Linked DNA regions of Danio rerio: region 2 is linked to region 1. Evidence: chromatin contacts called from public Micro-C data. All regions are on one chromosome and are shown on one strand. The core of a region is the stretch at or near the end of the contact, and the rest is flanking DNA. Distances in the headings are between cores, read along the strand shown.

What was found. Hi-C and Micro-C count contacts between places; a contact is called where the count stands out from the background.
Region 2: a Micro-C map of caudal fin shows a contact between it and region 1, with 7 times the contacts expected there. The contact joins the promoter of thoc2 here to the promoter of rhogd in region 1. A contact is called at or near these places in 2 of 18 Hi-C or Micro-C datasets (caudal fin and hematopoietic stem cells).

The regions. Positions count from the first base shown.
Region 1 is chr14:12,728,690-12,732,472 of GRCz12tu, forward strand. rhogd (ras homolog gene family, member Gd) reads left to right here and starts at 1,898. Exons shown (of 2, transcript NM_200680.2): 1 at 1,898-1,909.
Region 2 is chr14:12,950,881-12,954,663 of GRCz12tu, forward strand. thoc2 (THO complex 2) reads left to right here and starts at 1,754. Exons shown (of 37, transcript NM_001326547.1): 1 at 1,754-1,872. The coding sequence starts at 1,808. magt1 (magnesium transporter 1) reads right to left here and starts at 1,329. Exons shown (of 10, transcript NM_199700.1): 1 at 1,212-1,329. The coding sequence starts at 1,292.

The DNA.
Region 1 (3,783 bases), core at 648-3,147:
TTTGCCTTGAAGCTCTAAATTGAGCTCAGGTACATTCTGTTTCAACTGATGTTTCTTGAGATGTTTCATCAGCTTAATTGAAGTCGACCTGTGGTAAATTCAGTTGATTGGACATGATTTGAAAAGGCATACACCTGTCTATATAAGGTCCCAGGGTTGACGGTGCATGTCAAAGCACAAACCAAGCTTTTTTTTTTTTCTTTTTTTTTTTTGAAGAAATTTGCATTATTTTTACATTTTCTTTTTACAATCTCATGATTGTTATTTTTGTTTGTATTGTGATGTAAAAGGGTTTTAGAAGTTATTACAACCTAACTCACCATTTCTGTTGCCAGCGAAACCAGCGAAAGAGACGTTTATAGATAAAATTAGTTTTTCTAATAAAAAAGATAGAAATTACAAAAATTGAAAAGGTTGTCACTTTGCTTCCAGTAATATCTTGGAAAAAAATATTTAGTGATTTGAAATGGAGAAAAAATTGTCTTTTAATCAAATTTTATTATAATAAACAATTTTAAAAAAGCTTAATTCTAAAATTAATGTAAAAGGTTCATTTTGTCAATTTCATACAGGAACTTTATATTTTGGGATTGTAATTATGCTGTACAATTATTTTAAACATATTGGCTCATTTATTAATGATAATACACTGCAAGATGTTACTTTTAAAGAAATTATTTTTGGTTTTGAATCTGCCTCTATTAATGCTTGTTTTGTCATAAATTTAATGTATTTTCTTTAAAGTCCATATTCACAAATACAAATTTGCTAATACCAAACCACCAAAAAAACTTTTTTTTTTTTTTTTGCAAGAATTTAGTCATTATTTACATTTAATTTAATCATCTGAAAATATAAAAGCAAACAGAACCATTTTATTTTGGAATGACTAATTCATACTATGTAATTAATTCTTAAATGTCTTAGCCTCAAGTTTGTCATGTTCTTTATTTTTGTTTTTTTTCTTGTGTATCTTTTTTTCATACTCTGGATTGTAAACAAATATCATAGATATAATAGTTTAACTTCTAATAACTTTTTTTTTTTTTATCTTTACCCACAGTTAGTTATTTTGCAAGATAGTTGTATACTGACAAAGTGCCTTTATTCTGAAGCCTTTGATTTAGATTAAAATGTAATTTAAAGACTTGTTTATTAGGACAGTTGGAATAATTGGTCGAGTTATTGTATAACTAGTTTTTTGCGTAGACAATCAAAAATATAAAGTAAATATTTCTTAGGCTAATAAAACTGACCTTATTATTTTTTTTATTAGAAACTGCTTTTATTCAAGAAATATAAGAAATAGGACTTGTGACTCCAGAAGAATTATTTTTTGTTTTATAGGAAATACTGTGAAGATTTCCTTGGTTTGTTAAAGATCACATGAAAAACATCTTAAATTAATGGGTGGGCAAAAAAAAAAATACTTCAATTCTGTCTTTTAAAGATTACAGGTGCGAAAATGTGCCTTGAACTTGAATGTTAAAACTGTCTTATCCTACAATACAAAGTTACTTGTCAAATAAGTTAATTTTGAGTTTTAAAAATGTATTATCTTATTTAAATAATTGTTTAAGTAGTTTGTGATGTATGTTAAAAGTGTGCCTCCTAAAAGTACAAGTGATCCCTGCCTGGCCCCTCCAGTTACTCTGGTCTAGAACCGCCACTGGCTGGCAGCAAGTAGATATTTATTATAAATAGGAAATGTAATGCATATATTTATTTACAACCAAGTAGCCAATCCAATTGTCCCAGTTGTCTTTAACATACACATTGTAGACTTTTTTTCCATTACCTCATTATCCTTAATGTGAAACTCCTCCGGGACTGTTGCTTGCTTTCGCTTTTGTTTCAGTAAGATACGATGACACACCATCTTCACTGATCTGAGGAGCAGGAGGGCAAAGTAAGTTTACTTGGTTTTGATGTACATGTTTTACCTAGTATCGTTTTCTGGAGCCTCAAAATAAAGTAGTTTTGTCCTTGAAACAAATACAGACATTAAGACGTAATAGGTTTACCAACACTTCAGTGTAAAAAAATTAATGAACTGTCAACTTAGTTCAGCTAAAATTTAGCCGCTTTAATGTAACGTTGTCGTTGTGACGTTACGTTTGACTAGAAAAATTACATTACTGCATCTTAAGTCGGGCTTTACCAGTTGATTATCCCATTACGTTTTTGACCAAAAACGGATTATAAATACATTACATACATGAACTTAAAGTTGAAGTTAAAAAAAAAATGTTCATAACTACTGGACTTTTATTTTGAAATTGTGTTTACAGTGTCTTTCTAAGGTCACAGCGTCTGAGTTCACTTGAACGCGATTTTGAACTCCAGTCGGAGGGGTGCAAGGCTTTCAGAGGCGGTGAGAAATACTTGAAACTTATTTGATAAGTTATGTCTTCGCGTTAGAGCTTAATTTACTTTTTTTTTCATGTGATGTTTAGTTGCTTATTAAAGTTTATTACGCATGAGTAAAATACAGAAAATACTTACTGTATTGGCGCGCAGGACCCCCCAACCCACGCATCAAAACGTCATGAAACAGCCATGTTTGACATTATCGTCATCATGATCAATTTCACTTTTGAAAGTGGCGTTATGAAAAGTTTTAATGTGCATTTGTTTGGTCTGTTTTTTTAGTGTCATTCATCCTTGCACTAACGTACAGCAGTAAAACAGTAAGCAATTAAGTTATACGAATTGAGTTACGTTATTATGACACTAGTTTCAACGTACAATTAACGAATACTAATTGTAAGTATTGAAAGCGTAACGTGTACTTTAGCGTCGTATGAATTGTGTTGGGTGTATGGGGTGTTGAAGTAACTTAGTGACTGTTGAGGTAACTTAGCAGCTGAGTCTGCAAAACCTCACTTCCGTATCAGCAACTTAAGACTTTGCCTTCATGTTCAGTTTTGTACATTTAAAATAACTAAGAATAGACACTTAAACCAAATTAGGTATTTGGAGTTGCTAATATTTATTATTTCACCTGAGAATTAAATTTAATCTAAAATTAGATATCATATTTCTGGAATATTTAGTGATTTTAAACTACCAATATATTAACCCTGTCTACTTTTATTAGGTAGTCTATTTTAAATATTTAGAATATTTAGTCTGTTTTTAAACATTTTTTCAAATTTGTTCACATCACGTCTGTTTGACTCATCTAATACTAGTCAAAAGTTCAATAAAATTTCTAAATTAATGTGTGTGTGTGAGAGAATTCCATGCAAATGTCAACCTTGCCATGAAAAAAATTTAAGCTTCAACCAAAGTAGCAAAACCGTTTGTACATTTTTGGTGTACAAAAAAACCTACTCAAAAATGTCTACGTCAATGTTTTCAAAGTATTATATTTCATTTAGCAAAGTCACACAAGTGCCAATTTCACATCAGTCACATCCATAACGAAACTTTTACCTCAGAAATGTAAAAGTGTAAAATAAAATAAAATCAATCATGTTTGTTCTATAGAGAGTCAACTCTTTTCCTTTTTATTAGCGTTGTTTCTCTTGGGTTTCATTCACAGAATTTCTACGTGTGTTGTTTGCTGTAAACTTGAATACCTTTTTCGTCACATCAGTAACACATGTTTATTTTCCTCATTTGAAATATAAAAAGTTTTTACAGATTGATATTTTTGTGATTTCATCACTCTGTGGTTAGTTGTTTTGGACTATATAAACAGATTTTTCAATATAATGTTAACATATTTTCTCTGAATTTAAGTTTAAAGTTTTTACTGCAAATGTCACATCCATACCG
Region 2 (3,783 bases), core at 504-3,003, 220 kb after region 1:
TCCGATGGCTAGAAAGTGATTAATTTTTTTATAAATTGTGAAAATGTTGGTATTTGTTATGCAGCAAGCCCAGAGATTGTTGTGTACACTATGATTTTATACAAAATTAACTTTAATGTGTGATAGGAATAAAACGTGATCATAAACAAATGATTTCTCCACTCAAATAAATGCCGGCCTGGACCCGGAAACAGTATTACATATGTCACAAACACGTCACCACTTAACAAGCGGATAGCGCTTCCCAATGGTGAATCAGGTTATACTCATGGCAGGTATTACTTGGTACTTTGGTCGTTTATTTCACTAATTTGGCAACCGTGAAACGTCATCAGGGAAACGGTTTGGATTTCCACTTAGTAAAAAACATAAGTGTTCCATTTGGAACGACACTACATACATATACTGTGCTGTTGAGTGTGTACGTGCATATGTGCATATTGCATAGTGTTCCATTGGGACGCAGCTCTAATGTTTACACAGCAAAGGCAAATTACGTGCTAGTAAAGGCGTGACACTTCCTGGTGAGGTGGAGCCAATCCACAAATCACAGCACATCGTGTTAGCTGACCAGTCATAGCCTTTTGAGGGCGGGCCTTCGGAGGAACTAGGAAATATTATAGTCAATTTCATGCTAGCTGAGTAGCAGTACATAATCAAAGTAAGATAAATGAAAAAATAACCAGATTTTTTTGTTACAAACGAAGCATGAGCACACATTGCTTTGCACCCCATAAACACAATCAAGCCTTAAAAATACACCCTGAACCACCACTTTAAAGGAGCAATGAATCATTAACGAAAAGGGAATTGTTCCAAAAAAATTATAATGTTTGTGATAAAGCAAGCAATATGGCTCAACTATCATATTTATGGTCTATGTCATAAGCATACCAAGACGAACGCCACAGATTACTTAGATGATAGGTTTGGCGTAATGTTACAGCAGGAAGTTCAGTGCAATTTGCATACAGGGCCACTTGTGTCACTTTATCCGACATCCGACAAACACTGATCAGTAACTATTTTTTTAGTAATTTACACACGTCTTGAATTGTTCTTAAATGGGAACAATTATGCCTTTTTGACTTCAATGTGCTTTTGAAAAAGAGCGAAGCTAACGTTACGTTAGTCATAAGATCAATTGAGTACCCAGTGATCTCGATTGTTAAAAAAAAAATAATAATAAAAGCATTTGCAAATACACTTACTTCCTTCTTTTTCTGCCCATTTAATCGCATGTCATGTAGACAAACAACGAGGAAAACAACTATTAATAGTTTATGCAACATTTTTGTAGGCTACCACTGTGGCCACGACAGTTGCGATGCGGAAAGGGAAGCGCCCAGGACATTAACATTACAAAAGAAAAGTCCAAAGCAACGACAGCTTCTTCATTATTTTCAGTATAAAGGTTTCGCCAACATATATCATTTAAAATCCTTTGTTGAGAATTTATATACAAATAAGGCTTGCAAATAAAAATTACTGTACAATAAAAAAACTAATTACAAAAACACATCAAAGCCCAGTTTAAGATGCTAGAATAAAGCAGAACTTAAACGCGCAGGAATTGTCTCTAAAAGATGTATTATCCCCTTTCTCTAAATAAATAAACATACATTAGGATTTTAGTTCTATACACTGAAAGAGAAATAATTTGATATATTAAACGATATAATAATGAAATTAAGGAACTAAAACAGTTCAAATACTCCATTATTAAATACTGCTTTGACGCGCTCAACTGTGTGTGCTAAACATCCGGCGCGCGCTACGGCTGCTTCATCTGAGAGTGTGGAGGAAGATGGCGGCGCTGATCCTCCCGTTTGACTGGTTAAAAAACTGGGACAAATCCGGCAGAAATGAGTTGTGAGTATGAGTTTATTAATCAAATAGGAAGTGTGGATTGTAATAAATACATTTACCTTTTATTCAGGTGGAATGAACACGGGTTATTGTTGAAGTCATAAATCATATTCTCTTCATTGTGAATGGCCACGGCTAATGTGCGTTAAATATTTTTGTTATTTAAAGTTCTCTAAAATAAGCCAAAAACAAACAAACAACGAAATAAAAACAACAACACAACTTAATGTAGTGTAAGCTGATAAATATAACGTATGTGTTTTCTGTACAGGGATGGTTTGGACATATCGGGTACTTAAGTAATTTTCCGTGAATGTATCACCAGTGAGCTAATACTTAGCTGGGTTAGCATTAGCATGTGTGCGTTGCATGTGTCGCGCAACTAAACAAGCTCATTTTCATGCTGAGCAGACTTAAAAGTGGGTAATACGCGATGCAGCGAGGTTTTGTAAACCTCGTGGAAGGGCTAGATGTAGATGTGATTAAGACTTCAGCCTCACTTTTTAAAATCCGTTACGAAGTAATGGTTGTCTCTCGAAACCTAGTTATCTGCCAAGACCTATTTACGAGGAGCATAACCCGCAAATCTACTAAATTCCTGCACGACCGTGTGTGCTTAATAAATTGACGGAATTTTTGAGGGTGATTGATCTTGCAGTAAAGTGTAATGACCGCCTCAAAACATAGCAAGTTTACTTTGTATGCATTATCAATATCTAGTGAGGGATCGTGTGAAGTTAGGTTGTTTACTTGGATTTGAGCGGTACCCAGTTTATATTTACTTGTGCCTGACAGAGAATGTATACGCTATCGGACACATTAACTAGAAGAAACTAAAACAAACTTTGTAATCAAATGTAATATTGCCATAACTGTGACACAACTAGATTTAAATACCATTCTCCAAGCAGACACGGTCTTGCGCACTAACAGACGGGCAATGATTCAATTCAAGTTCATCTGGAAACACCAACATCAGAAGCTCGATAAACATAGGCATATTTAAGCTGATTATGTTTATTAGCAATTCTATATCATTCAGGGTAAAAAAGCATCATGTTAGCATGCAACATTGTTTTCGTATTGAGTTTTGAACTTTTAAATATGCGTTAACCTTTAACAACACACATACCCTAATATGAATTAAATATAGCAAGGTGATATCTATTTAAGGTTGATTAATTGGGCAACCTAAATTTAAGGTTGAGTAAGCATCAAAACTGAAATTTATTTATTTAGATTTTTTTTTTATATATTTATTTATTTTTATTTTTTTTTAATCAAAATTCTAGCACTGTCTATGGCTGGGCGATTTGGCCTAAAATTCAAATCCCGATTAACTGAACATTTTTACTCGATTGTTGAACTGTTCTTTTTTTTTTTTTTTTTTTAATTTGTTTGTTTTTCACTGAGAGGTTTTGTACAGTAAATATGCTCACATGTTGCAAGTTAGAGAATTTTGAATGAAGGGTGCATTACTTGAGTTTAAAATAATCAAAGGAAACGCACATTATCTTCTATTTATGATTATTTATTGAACATCAATGTTGAACAACTGAAATTAAAACACACATTGCCTGAAACCGACTTTTTTTCTTATAAAAAAGTAAAAATAAATTACTTTTGGAAACAAAGAGAATAGTGTCAAATGGCCGTGTGTATATGGAATATCCTGTCGCAAAATGCGGTGTAAATCCTACATGACGGTAATTGTTTGATTAAGGTGCTTGCATGTTTGTACTGCACTTCAATAATGTGACCCATGTCTTAATTCGATTTCTGTTTAGCTTGATTATGACTTTAGTTGGGTTAAGGTATTCAAAAATCGCTGTTCACACGATAAACTCATTGCATTAAATTTGGATTTAAATTGGATTATTGGTGTCCATGTAAACATACTGTAGGCTCCCTGTG